Linked DNA regions of Gossypium hirsutum: region 1 is linked to region 2. A link is a contact called in public Hi-C data. All regions are on one chromosome and are shown on one strand. The core of a region is the stretch at or near the end of the contact, and the rest is flanking DNA. Distances in the headings are between cores, read along the strand shown.

Region 1 (5,652 bases), core at 361-2,860, 99 kb before region 2:
ATATCTATATCTTCTTGCTTCGGCAACTTCCAATCAAAATGGAACAACAGTTGGGCAAGTGGTAGCTCTAGATTTGGCACTGCAAATAGCATGCCTGGACATATCCTTCTTCCAGCGCCAAATGGAATGAACTCAAAATTTGTTCCCAAGAAATCTACTGAACTGTTGATAAACCTTTCAGGCTCAAATTTTTCAGGCTGAGCCCAATGATTTGGATCTCTCCCAATTGCCCAGGCATTGATAATCACTCTGGTCTTGGAAGGTATCTCAAATCCATTAATCTCACAATTCTTGCCACATTCTCTTGGAAGCAATAAAGGTAAAATAGGGTGCAGTCTTAAGGTTTCTTTTATAACACACTTTAGATATTGAAGTTGATGAATGCCTGTTTCATCCACATTTCCTTTTCCTTGGAATACCTGCCTTACCTCTGCTTGTGCTTTTGTCATAACTCTTGGATTTTTAATCATTTCCGACAATGCCCATTCTACAGTTGATGCAGATGTCTCACTTCCGGCAGTGAAAATATCCTAAAACAAAATTATAAATAACATTATGGCCATAAAATTTTGACAACAATTACCAAATTCCAGTAAAAGATAATGGACTCACTAATATGATGGCTTTGACGCTATTATCAGTTAAAGGGAATTCGTCATCTTCCTGAAGCCTTAAAAGAAGATCAACCAGATCTTCCCTGTCATCTTTACTTCTGCCTCTTGCTCTACTTTCTTTGTGATCATTAACAATGCTCTGAAGAATCCTATCAGCTTCTGCATGAGTCTTTTCAACTCTATACTTCACACCCGAAGCAACATCCAGGAATTGAAGTGAAGGAAAAAATTCGGAAACAAAGAAACCAGAAACCAGCTTCGTTTGCTCCGCAGCAACTGATATGAAAGAATCTTGATATTTGCATTTCTTACCAAAGGCTGCCCTCGCTGTTATGCCATAAGTCATTGAAAAAACTTTCTGGCTCAGATTCACAGCCAACCCATCATTTGATTTTATGGTTTTGACGAGATTCAACACTTCCTCTTCTCTTATCGATCGGAAGGAGGCGACCCGAGACGCACTCAGAAGCTCCGATGTACAAATTTTTCGCAGATTTCTCCAATACTTTCCATATGGTGAAAAGACAATATCAGTGCATTCATAAGTTATAATCTTGGCCGCAAGAAGTAAAGGCCTAGAAGCAAAGACAATATCATGTGTTTTCATAATCTCTTCAGCCATTTCTGCAGAAGAAATGACCACAGTTGAAACTTGACTGAGTTGCAGGTGCATGACGGCGCCATATTTCGTAGCCAAGTCACGCAGGGTGCGATGGGGTAGAGTAGAATCAGCGAGCTGGTGCAGATTTCCGATCAAAGGTAATTTCCGTGGCCCTGGAATCAACCTTTGAGTTAAACTCCTAGCTTTAGATTTCCTCACGCTTCGAATTGCAATTAACAAAACAAGAAGAAAGCTGATGAATATATGGAATAAGGGTATTCCGAACTCCATTAGCACAAATAAGAGGAGCTTGATAAAACAAACAAGAAAAAGAAGTAAAACAAAAGAAAACACTGATGAGAAGCATCACCACACAATGTTACGATATTTATATCTGACTCAACTTCTAGAACCATCCAAATTGTAATTACTACTCCAAAACAGTTGAATTAGATTTTTTTAAATTTTTTATTTTTAATAAATTTTTAATTAGACTAATTAAATCAATAAATTGATAACCTAATTAATTCTATTACAAATCCAATTTAAAAAATATAGTGATTTGTATTAGCAATGCGATTTGCATTATTAGTTAAGATACAAATGTGTTTGGTTGGTTAAATGTTATGTTATAATTTATAATGCTACATACTGATGATTTAATAAATTTATATTTTCAATTATTATTAACAAATCATAATATAAAATATAATCTCATTCCTACACGTATTTAGATAATGGATGTAATCTTAAATTTTAAATAAATTTATTCTTTCATTATTTTGACTAGTGAGCGTATTACACGAATTTAATTATATATATCAATTAAAATATTATTTTATATAAAACGAAAACACTAATAAAATTTATAAAAGAAAGTTATTAATTTAAAAAAATATATATTGTATTATGAGGTTTTTTAAAAAAGTTAAAATTTAATATGAAAAATACTATTTTATAAAATAGAAACAAAAGGTTTATAGGGTAAATTATTAATGATTAATTAAGTATGAAAATTATAGGGTAATAAATAAAGAAGCAGTTTGGTAGAAAAAAAATTAGGATAATAATTAAAGAAGTATTTTGTAACTCAAACAACTAACTTATATAACTCAAACATCTAACTTATAATCTAACATTTTCATATATAATCCTGTTTCTTCTTTAATAATGATTAGTTTAATTTTTTCCTAAATAAAATGTAATTCTAATTTAAAATTTTTTATTTTTCCCTTAACAGTAAAACAAAAGTTTTGGTTATGGAGAAAATATAAAACAAGAGAAGTTATACTTTCAAATTATAATTATCATAATGATTTATTTAGTAATTTATTAATTATAATTATAAGTATAATGGTTTATCTGAATTTTAAATATAAAATAAAAATACAAGTAATTTCTGTCATTTATTAGGTTTTTTTTTACAAAAAAAAAATTATTTACCAGAAAAGGCACACTACTAATTATTCTATAATTTCGTGCCCCTGTTTGTACTTTGGTACCCCTGATTACACTTTCGTGCCCCTGTTTGTACTTTAATGCCCCTGATAGCACTCTCATGCCCCTGTTTGTACTTTTGTACCCCTGATTGCATTTAGGTGCCCCTGTTTGCACTTCGGTACCCATGATTGCACTTACATGCCCCTGTTTGTACTTTGGTACCCCTGATTGCACTTTCATGCCCTTTTTTATACTCCGGTAACTTTTAACCAAATATTATATGAATTGTACTTAATGGTATTTAGATTAAGTGTTATATTATGTCCTTACTAAGCTTTGTAAGCTTATCGATTTTTGTAGACTGTTGTGTAGATAACCATCGCTGACATTTTGAAAGGATCATTCAACTGACTCACACTATCCATTCAAGTTGGTAGTTTTTGTGACTCTTAGGTTAGTGGCATGTATATATATAGATGAATATAAGGTTAAAGGGCATATGATGTTTTGTATTGGTATTTTGGTATGTTTATGCTTTGAAAGTTATTGTTAGTTTGGTGTACTTTAATGCTTCACCAAGTATTGTCATTTTGGGCACTTCCAAATGCTTGTATATAAGGTTCCATGTTGGTGTTTTATAATGTTATGAAAATGGTTATTTGATATAGGTCTTGGTAAGTGTTTTGAATTAGATTATATGCATGAACAAAAGTGTTTTTAGCTAGTCTTGACATGTTATGTTTGGATGTTAATTATGGTGCTTTTGAATTGCATATTAGTTAGTTAAATTAGGATTCTTTAAATGGAAAATATTTGTATGTTTAGATAAAGTTTTGGTGCTTAGAAAGTGTGCACAATTGGTCTAAATGTTTATGCATTAAATGGTCTTAGAAATGGTTTGATGTTAGGTAAATTTGGGTCCACACGGCCTGGCGACACAGCCGTGTGTCATCTGATGATTTTCTTATGGTGTAAGTCAGTGAGTTAGACGGCATAACACACGGCCCGGAACACAGGCATGTAGGGTAACTCAGAGAGTTACACGGCTTGGCACATGGGGGTGTGATATAGGCTTATGACACGACCGTGTAACCTTACTCAAATAGTTACACGGGTGAGGACATAGGCTGAGACATGGCGAGTGTCCCTATTTCGAAGGTTTCATGGCTTGAGATAGAGACGTGTGTCTCATCCATGTGCAGTATACGGCCTGGCCAAACAGGCGTGTGACCCATTTTTTCAAATTTTTGTGACTTTTTTTCCTAGACTTTCCAAGTTGTTTTAAATTGGTCCCGATTTATTTCTAAGATATTTTTAGGACCTCGAGGGCTCGATTTAGGGACGGGATGTATGTATTTGATTGGTTTATGATGTGTTTATATTGTTGAATGATATTTAGTTTAAATGTTTCTGATTGTTTAGTAATACTCCGTAACCCTAGTCTGGCGATGAATTCGGGTTAAGGGTGTTACATGTACATATTTATTTTGATAATTTTAGGAAGATTATTTTGAAATATCTTTTCTATGTACCAAGTTTCAAAAGAAACTTGGTTTTTATTACATGTTTATATAAAGAGATTTGACCGTGACTTTTAATATTAGTATTGCAATGTAAGAAAGGGCATTTCAATACGAACAATAAAGAGTGGAAGGAATATCTAGCCACCAAAGGGAAAGGTATGAAACTCTTTATGATATAATCTTGTTTAGTGGAAAATTCAATAGGCCACTGGGTCATTAATTTGGGAGCCACTAATCACAAATGTGTTCCTCTACAGGGGTTCGAAGAGACTAAAGATCTTAAAGATAAGAGTCTATCATTGTAGACTGAAAACAGGAAAACTATGGAAACTGAAGCAGTGGGAGATGTACATATTTATTTTGATAATTTTTGGAAGATTATGTTAAAAGTCATTTTCTATGTACCAAGTTTCAAAAGACATTTTATTTCTATTGCATGTTTATATAAAGATGACTTGATAGTGACTTTTAATAATAATATTGCAATACTTAGAAATTGTAAATTTATCTGTAATAAATGGATGTCAAATAATCTCTATTTTATCAAACCAAAGATGTACATAGCGCTTGAGACTGAAATTTTGAATAAAAGACTTAAAACTTTTCACTCTAATGAAACGTAAATTTGGCATTTGAGAGTTGATAATATTAACCAAGAAAGAATCACTAGACTTGTGAAACATGGAACTTTAAGTTTGCTTAAAAAAAGTTGATCTTCCACAATGTGTATCTTTCTTGGAATGTAAGATGACTAAGTTATCTTTTAACGCAAATGGAACGAGAGTTATAAAACCCTTAGAACTTGTGCACACTTACGTATGTGGCCCCATGAGCATCAGTGAAAAAAGTGATTATGAATTTTTGTAACCTTTATTGATGATTATTCCAGATATAGGTATGTGTACCTAATGCCTTGAAAGAGTGAAACCTTTGATAAGTTCACAAAGTTTTGTTTGGAAGTGGAAAAACAACTAGGTTTACCTATAAAGGCACTTTGGTTTGATCAATGTGAGAAAGATTTATTAAATGAGTTCTTAGGGTACCTCATAGAGAATAAGATTCTATCCTAGTTAACCGTACCCAACACTCCATAATAGAATGGCATGGTAAAGAGAAGGAATTGAACATTGTAAGAGTGGTTCGTTCAATGCTAAGTTATTCGAAGCTGGCAATATCTTTTTAGAAATATGCAGTACAAACAACTTCCCATATTTTGAATGACATGCCAACTAAGGCAACATCAAAAACTCTATAGAATTGTGACATGACAGGAAGTCGAATCTAAACCATTTAAGGATTCAAGGATACCCAACCCACGCATTGGATAAAGATGCAAGGAAGTTGGACTCATAGAAAGAATTATGCATGTTTGTAGGATATGCAAAGGGAGCAAAAGATGGTTTGTTCTATAACTTGAAAGAAAAAATTGTGATAGTGCCAACTCAAGCTACTTTCCTTAAAGAAACTTACATGA
Region 2 (6,398 bases), core at 2,950-5,449:
TTGAAATCAAAAGCACTCACAAAATGTCATGCTGTGGTGTCCAAGTTCGGGTTACCAGTTAACCTAGACTATTGGCCCAACTGTACGCCAAGTTGAAATCAGGGGTTGAAATCGAAGAATGCCTTCCCATTGATGATTTCAACATTTCCTAATAGGAGCTTTGTAACAATACTGTGAACCCACTGCACAATCGTGTGGTTGAACTTTCTGCCTCTTGTTCCCGATACAAATTCACTGGAACTATTTTTGAACTTGGAGCACCTTCCTCAACATCAAAAAAGTGAGCATATAACTCTAGTACAGAATTTCCATTAGAGCAATGTGAATCAAGCATCACCTCACCTTTGAGCAATGCGAATCTAATAGGGTTTAGTGACATTAGATATCTATATTTCAAACTTGAAATTCTTTTCCGGCTTCAAGTCGATACTTTCCTTCTAATTTTTTACCGAAACTCATACAATTTTATGCTTCGATTGAAAGCCAATTCTGTAGATTGGGCTCATACAAAAATAGCCCAAATTTCGAATTCACAAATTTGACCATCGTAATAAATAACGATTCTAATTCGTCTACTCATTTTCAACCAAATAACATGTTTCACATGTTTAAAACCAAAACATTATATAGAAAAATGAGTACTCATTATTCAAATTCAAACAACGATACTTGAACCAATTTACTTTGTTGGGTCGATTTTTGAAATTCATATTTTTAAAATTCATATTTTTAAAATCAACAATCTTCTCATTATACAAATATTTTTATGAAAATAATCTTCTCAAAATTTAAGTATGGAACCTTTACAAAGAATGTCTTCATTTTATAGGAAATACTACCCCCAGATATCAAGTATAACTTCAAAATTTTGGAAAATATTGGACATTAAAAGTCTAAAAAAACACTTTTAAAAATGTTTTGCTGAAAAGTTTTTAAAATATGCTTATTGTTAAAAGCGTTTTTGAATAAAAAATTTGGATGTGATTTTTGAATATTATTCCGAATTCTCGGGCAAGAGAATCCTGTATTTAGGGTTAGGTTTTAGTAGGAAAGAAAATGCATGTTAGAGGCATTTTCTTTCCACATATTTTCTCTTAACCCTAACTTTAGCAGGGAATCCCATGATAAAATTTCAAAACTTGGAAATCCTAAAATAATTTTCAAACACCCCATCCCTGGAATCCTAGATGGTTATGGGCTTCTACATATTTTTTTAAAATTTTTTTCCCTTGGTCGCCTTATAAGGGTTTTCCTCCCCCTACTCCATTAGCTCTCTCGCCCACCGTCTATTAAAGAAAAGAAAAACACTTTTGTTTTCATATTTTTGGTTGAGTGTTGAAATTTTAGGAGGGAAAGTTTGTTTGTGTTGGAGTTTTAGGGAAAAATTATGATAGTTTTAAGTATGTTTGACTTCACAAAGATGCAATGGTACCTAGAGACCCACACAAATCATTTCCCGTGTGAGGAGTATAATATCACCTTAGACTATGTCGTATTGCAACTCATGCTCCTACTTCTTGATTGTTATACAGTCACAAGTTGAAGTATAACTAAGACTCCCAGATGACGGTGGTTATGCAGTCATGGGTTCAAGTATAACTCGAGCTCCCAGTTGATGTAGTTATGCGGTCACGGGTTCAAGTTTCATGCCACCAGAAGAGAATGCTTTATAAACCCTATACATAAGTTTGTGATCATGATCATAGGAGAAAATGGGTTTACCTGTATAACCAACTTATTTCTCCGTCAAATAGTATCATTAATCTCATTGTCCAAAACTTGTGTTAGAGGTGGGGGTAAGAAGACTTTCAGGGAGGAGTGACAGTGATGGTGGAGAAAAGCTAAAACATGACTCGAGGCGTCATTAGTTGATGTGATTAGAAAACTCATTAATAACTACAATTGTTGCCGCCCTGACTTAGGCTTCAACTTTCTCCACCATCATTCTCAATCCCCCTTGAAAGTCTTCTTGCCCCCTACATTTGACACATTTTTTGAACAATGAGATTAAGGATACTACTTTGGTAAAGAAAAAGAATAGGTTGATTATATCGGTGAACCCATTTTTTTCCCTATTATTATGATAGCAAACTTATGTATAGGGTTTATAAAGCATCCTCTTTTGGTGGTTTGAAACTTAAACCTGTGACCACATAATCGTCAATTGGGAGCCCTAGTTATACTTTAACCTGTGACCATATAACCATCGTGAACTGGGGGTCCGAATTGCAATGCGACATCTTCTAAGGTGATGGTGCACTCTCCACACCGAAAATAAAATGTGTGGGTCTTCGAATGCCTTCGTATCACCGTGAACTCAAATATACTTTAAACTATCACAATTTCTCCCTAAAACACAAAGACAAATAAATCTTTCTCCTCAAATTTTTAACAACCAACGCCAAAAAAAATTTTGGAAGGACGAAAACACTTCTTGTTGGAAAATATTTTAGTTTAGGTGGGGGCGCTTTCAACCCCATGGCTACCACCTCAACTACAGGAGGGATTTTTGTTTCTCTCTCCAAAATTGACATATTTTCCTAAATTTGAAAAAATTCAGCCTAATTCCCTAATTAACTTTTAAAATCAACAATTTTCTAATTAGCCCATTATTTTTTTATTTTATTTCAATAACTTCCCGTAATTTTGTGAAAAATATATGGCATTCAAAATTATTAAATTTCATCCTTTTGTAAACGAGTCACATCAATCTAATACACAGATCCAGTTGTCTCAACCTAGACTTATGCAAAGACATGTCTCCTGTAATTTAATTTTAACCAAAAAGATCCAAATCATATTGATACTGCTGGCCAAAATTAACTCAAGTATTAGTTCATTATTTTCAAAAACAAAAAAAAATCAATTTTTTCAGTTTCTTTCTTTCAAAAATCAAATTTCTTCTTTAAGTTATTACTAAAAGAGTAAACTATCAAAATAGTCATATTTATTTATTTCATATTACATTTTAGTCACTTATGTTTGAAATGTTACGTTTTAGTCACTAATGCGTTGTAATATTTTAGCCACTGAGCTGTTAATTGTCGTTAACAGTATAACGGTGAGTTAACCTGGCACGCTAAATCATCATTTCAAACAAAAAAATTAGGTTAAATTATATAATTGGTCCCCATATTTTTCCATTTTGAGAAAATTTTTTTCTTTTATGTTCTTTTAACTCTTTTTTTTCCATTATCTTCTGCTTCTCCTTTTTTTTTCCTCCCTTCTCTATCTTTATTTTCCACATAATTAACTCAAAGAAATGGGATTTCAAATATGAGGCATCTGCAAATTATTCCAAACAGTCAACTAAAGGTTACTTGTTAATGTGTAGCATTTAACCATACGATGGATTTAAGGGCTTGGTTGCACAAAAATCGTTTAAGGCAGCTTGTGAACGGCCATCGGAATATGGGGAAGGGAGAAGGAAATATAAAAAGAAAAAAAAGAAAAGTTAAAAGAACATAAAATAGATGGAAAAGAGAGAAAAACAGAGAGAGAAGCAGAAGGGAATGAAAAATAAAGAAAAAAAAAAGGAAAGTTAAAAGAACATAAAAGAAAAAAATTAAATTACTCAAAATGAAAAATACGGGAACCAATAATTTAACTTCAAATTTTTGTTTGAAATTATGATTTAATGTGCCACGTCAAATTATCATTAGACCATTAACGGCAATTAACTGCTTAGTGACTAAAATGTTACAACACGGTAGTATAAGTAACTAAAACGTAACATTTCAAACATAAGTGACTAAAATATAACTTAAGACAAATAAAAAAGATTATTTTAATAGTTTATTCTTACTCAAAATGGAGTTCTAAATATCCTTATTCTATTTTTTATCTAAATAATACAAAAATTAATTAAAAATATGAAGGGTAAACGACACCCCTTTTTTTAATATTATTTTATTTGTTTTTACTAAAACATTTTTTCTAATTGGTGACACACATTGGCGGCACAGTAAAAAAATACTCTATTTTCATAGTTAATCTACAATTTATCCTATATTCATAATTATTTTAATAAAAAACCCCTTATTTCAGATCATCATCAGCTTCCTTCTTTTTTCTTTTTTTTTTTCTTTTTTTAAATTTAATTTATGGCAGCAATCACAAGTGTAAGGAAATCTAAAGCTAGGAATTTAAGTCAAGTTGATTCCAGGGCCACGAAAATTACCTTTGATAGGAAGTCTTCACCAGCCTGCTCGTCCTGGTCTACCCCATCGTACCTTACGAGATTTGGCTACCAAACATGGCCCCATTATGCACCTGCAACTTGCTCTGGTCGGTTGTGTTAGATTTATAAAGTAAATCTGAAATAAAACTTAATAAATTAGAATTTATTATGTTAAATTATTAGAAATAAATCAAGAATAAAATAAAATTAGATGTTGAAGCGTACTTAAATCCATGAATTCCTTAAAGTTTTATCTGATTTTGGGAATTTGATCTTCCAAATTAACACACAAGAAATTCAGAGGATATTTGTTATCTCTTTCCTAAAAAAGAGATATTAGAAAAGATATCTTGTTGTGTAATTTGGGGACCATAACCCTAATATTTATAGCCTTGGCATATTAGTTCTAATTCCTAATTAGCCCATTATTAATTAGAATTTGATTAGAACTCAATTACTAGAGTATCTACACATATTTGACACATACTTTATTTAATAATTAAAGCACAATAGAACTTTAACTAAATTAGATCATTTTTAATCTAGGCTAACCTATCATGATAGTAAATAATAACATGTAATTCCCCTTATTATATATGTGATGTTTAGTCACGATCATAGAGAAATATTATGACATTTTGAGATGCTATTTAGCCTTCCATCCACACACAATCTCATCAGTTGATTTCTTTTTCTCTTTTCAAGCTCCAACGAAATTGGTTATAAAACTCAACTTTAGAAATTTCTTTTCAAGTTTTTGCCTGGTTTTAATATTATTTAAGGAAATAAATTGTTTTTTCTAATGAAATTGTAGAATGCACTTTCTAAAAGTACTTTCTTATAAAAGGCAAGCATTCGACTTAGCTCGTTAATTAAGAGGAATATTTCCTTCGTGATTAGATTCAAATTCTCTCCGCCTTTTTTACTTTCTTTTCATCGGCATCATCTTTAGAACCACAAAAGTAAATTCCTAACGCAAAAAAAAAAAAATTGACGAAATCTTATGAAATAACTACAAGTAATATAAAAGGTTGTTGTTAATGGGTATATCCCACATTAATGAAGTACAAGCTATGAAAGAAAGTTTTTATATAGCTTAACTTCATATTTTCATTGAATACTTGGGCTATAGGTTTGTTATATATATAGATTACTGTGTATCATATTACTTGTGTTTGTGTTAAAATGTATTGTACTTTTTGCTTTTTGTATTTTTCTTTCGCTGTTGGGACGAAAATAATGGAGCAGTTTCAGTGCATTTTTAACTTCTTTGTCCCTGCTTATTTACCGTTCTACCTTTTTGTTACTAGTATAAATAGATGGTTGATTTTTTTTATTTTTCACACTGAACAGAAATATAATCCTCTCTAGAAATATTTTTTTTCCTCTATTTTATGTATTTTCTTTAAATCTGTCAAGAGTTTAGGTTTTAATCAGGACTAACTATGACCCTTTTAAATTTTTTTTGAGATTTGATTATATGATCAATCAAAACGAATTCATTTCTAAAACAATAAACTTACCATGATACAGTAATTTCTAATTTCATTTTTTATTTTCAGTAAATGCTAAAAAATTGATTTACAATAAATTATTATCAACAATAACAGTAAGCACCCACAATGAATCTTTGGATTGACAATAATGGATATGTTATGGAAGCTTTCATGAGCTCTGGCCACCGCCCCCATCCTCTAATAATTTCTCTTCCAACTCCCAGTATATATCTTCATCCTGCCCCTTCCTATTTTCTTTTTTTCTTTTTTAATATTTGTTTATTCATGGATTAACAATACCCATTTTTTATTTTTTATTTTAAAATTTCTTTATAATATTTTGAATTTAAGATGAAAAATACTGAAGGCTAATTTTATAGTTATAAAATTTAATTGAAACAATATTTAAATATTCTTATTATGTTGGATTTTTGTAACTGCCATGTGAATTTTCTATCATCTCTTTAATGAAAATTAAATTTAAATAATCGCAGATGTGGCTTGATTGGCACCATTTATCGATTTGACTTCTGATCGAGAAACTAATGAATCAAAAATATAATGTAACTGGTCCTTTAGCTAATGCTAGTGCAGCGGTGCATCTCTTCAATGCAATTTGAAAACTTGCAAACATTTTTGGTCAGCAAAGTTGGAAGAAAATGAATAAATTGGTTGAATAGTGAGATGGTGTTTAATACACATTTGGGCTTAATTTTTCATTA

Evidence for each region. A called contact is a pair of places that touch in the nucleus more often than the background predicts.
Region 1: a contact with region 2 is called in a Hi-C map of leaf, with 2.9 times the contacts expected there. The contact joins the promoter of LOC107895182 here to the enhancer-like site in region 2. A contact is called at or near these places in 11 of 34 Hi-C or Micro-C datasets (anther, callus, hypocotyl and 2 more).

Annotation. Positions count from the first base shown.
Region 1 is chrA13:92,780,026-92,785,677 of Gossypium_hirsutum_v2.1, reverse strand. LOC107895182 (cytochrome P450 71D10) reads right to left here and starts at 1,610. Exons shown (of 2, transcript XM_016820441.2): 1 at 613-1,610; 2 at 1-530. The coding sequence starts at 1,506.
Region 2 is chrA13:92,683,007-92,689,404 of Gossypium_hirsutum_v2.1, reverse strand. No RefSeq gene overlaps it. Among protein-coding and RNA genes, the nearest start is that of LOC121212902, 31 kb to the left of the region's middle. Within about 2 kb of position 4,199, at least 2 of the 9 cell types and tissues checked have an H3K27ac peak or open chromatin away from gene starts, as enhancers often do. A contact at or near this core is called in hypocotyl and leaf, where this site is marked.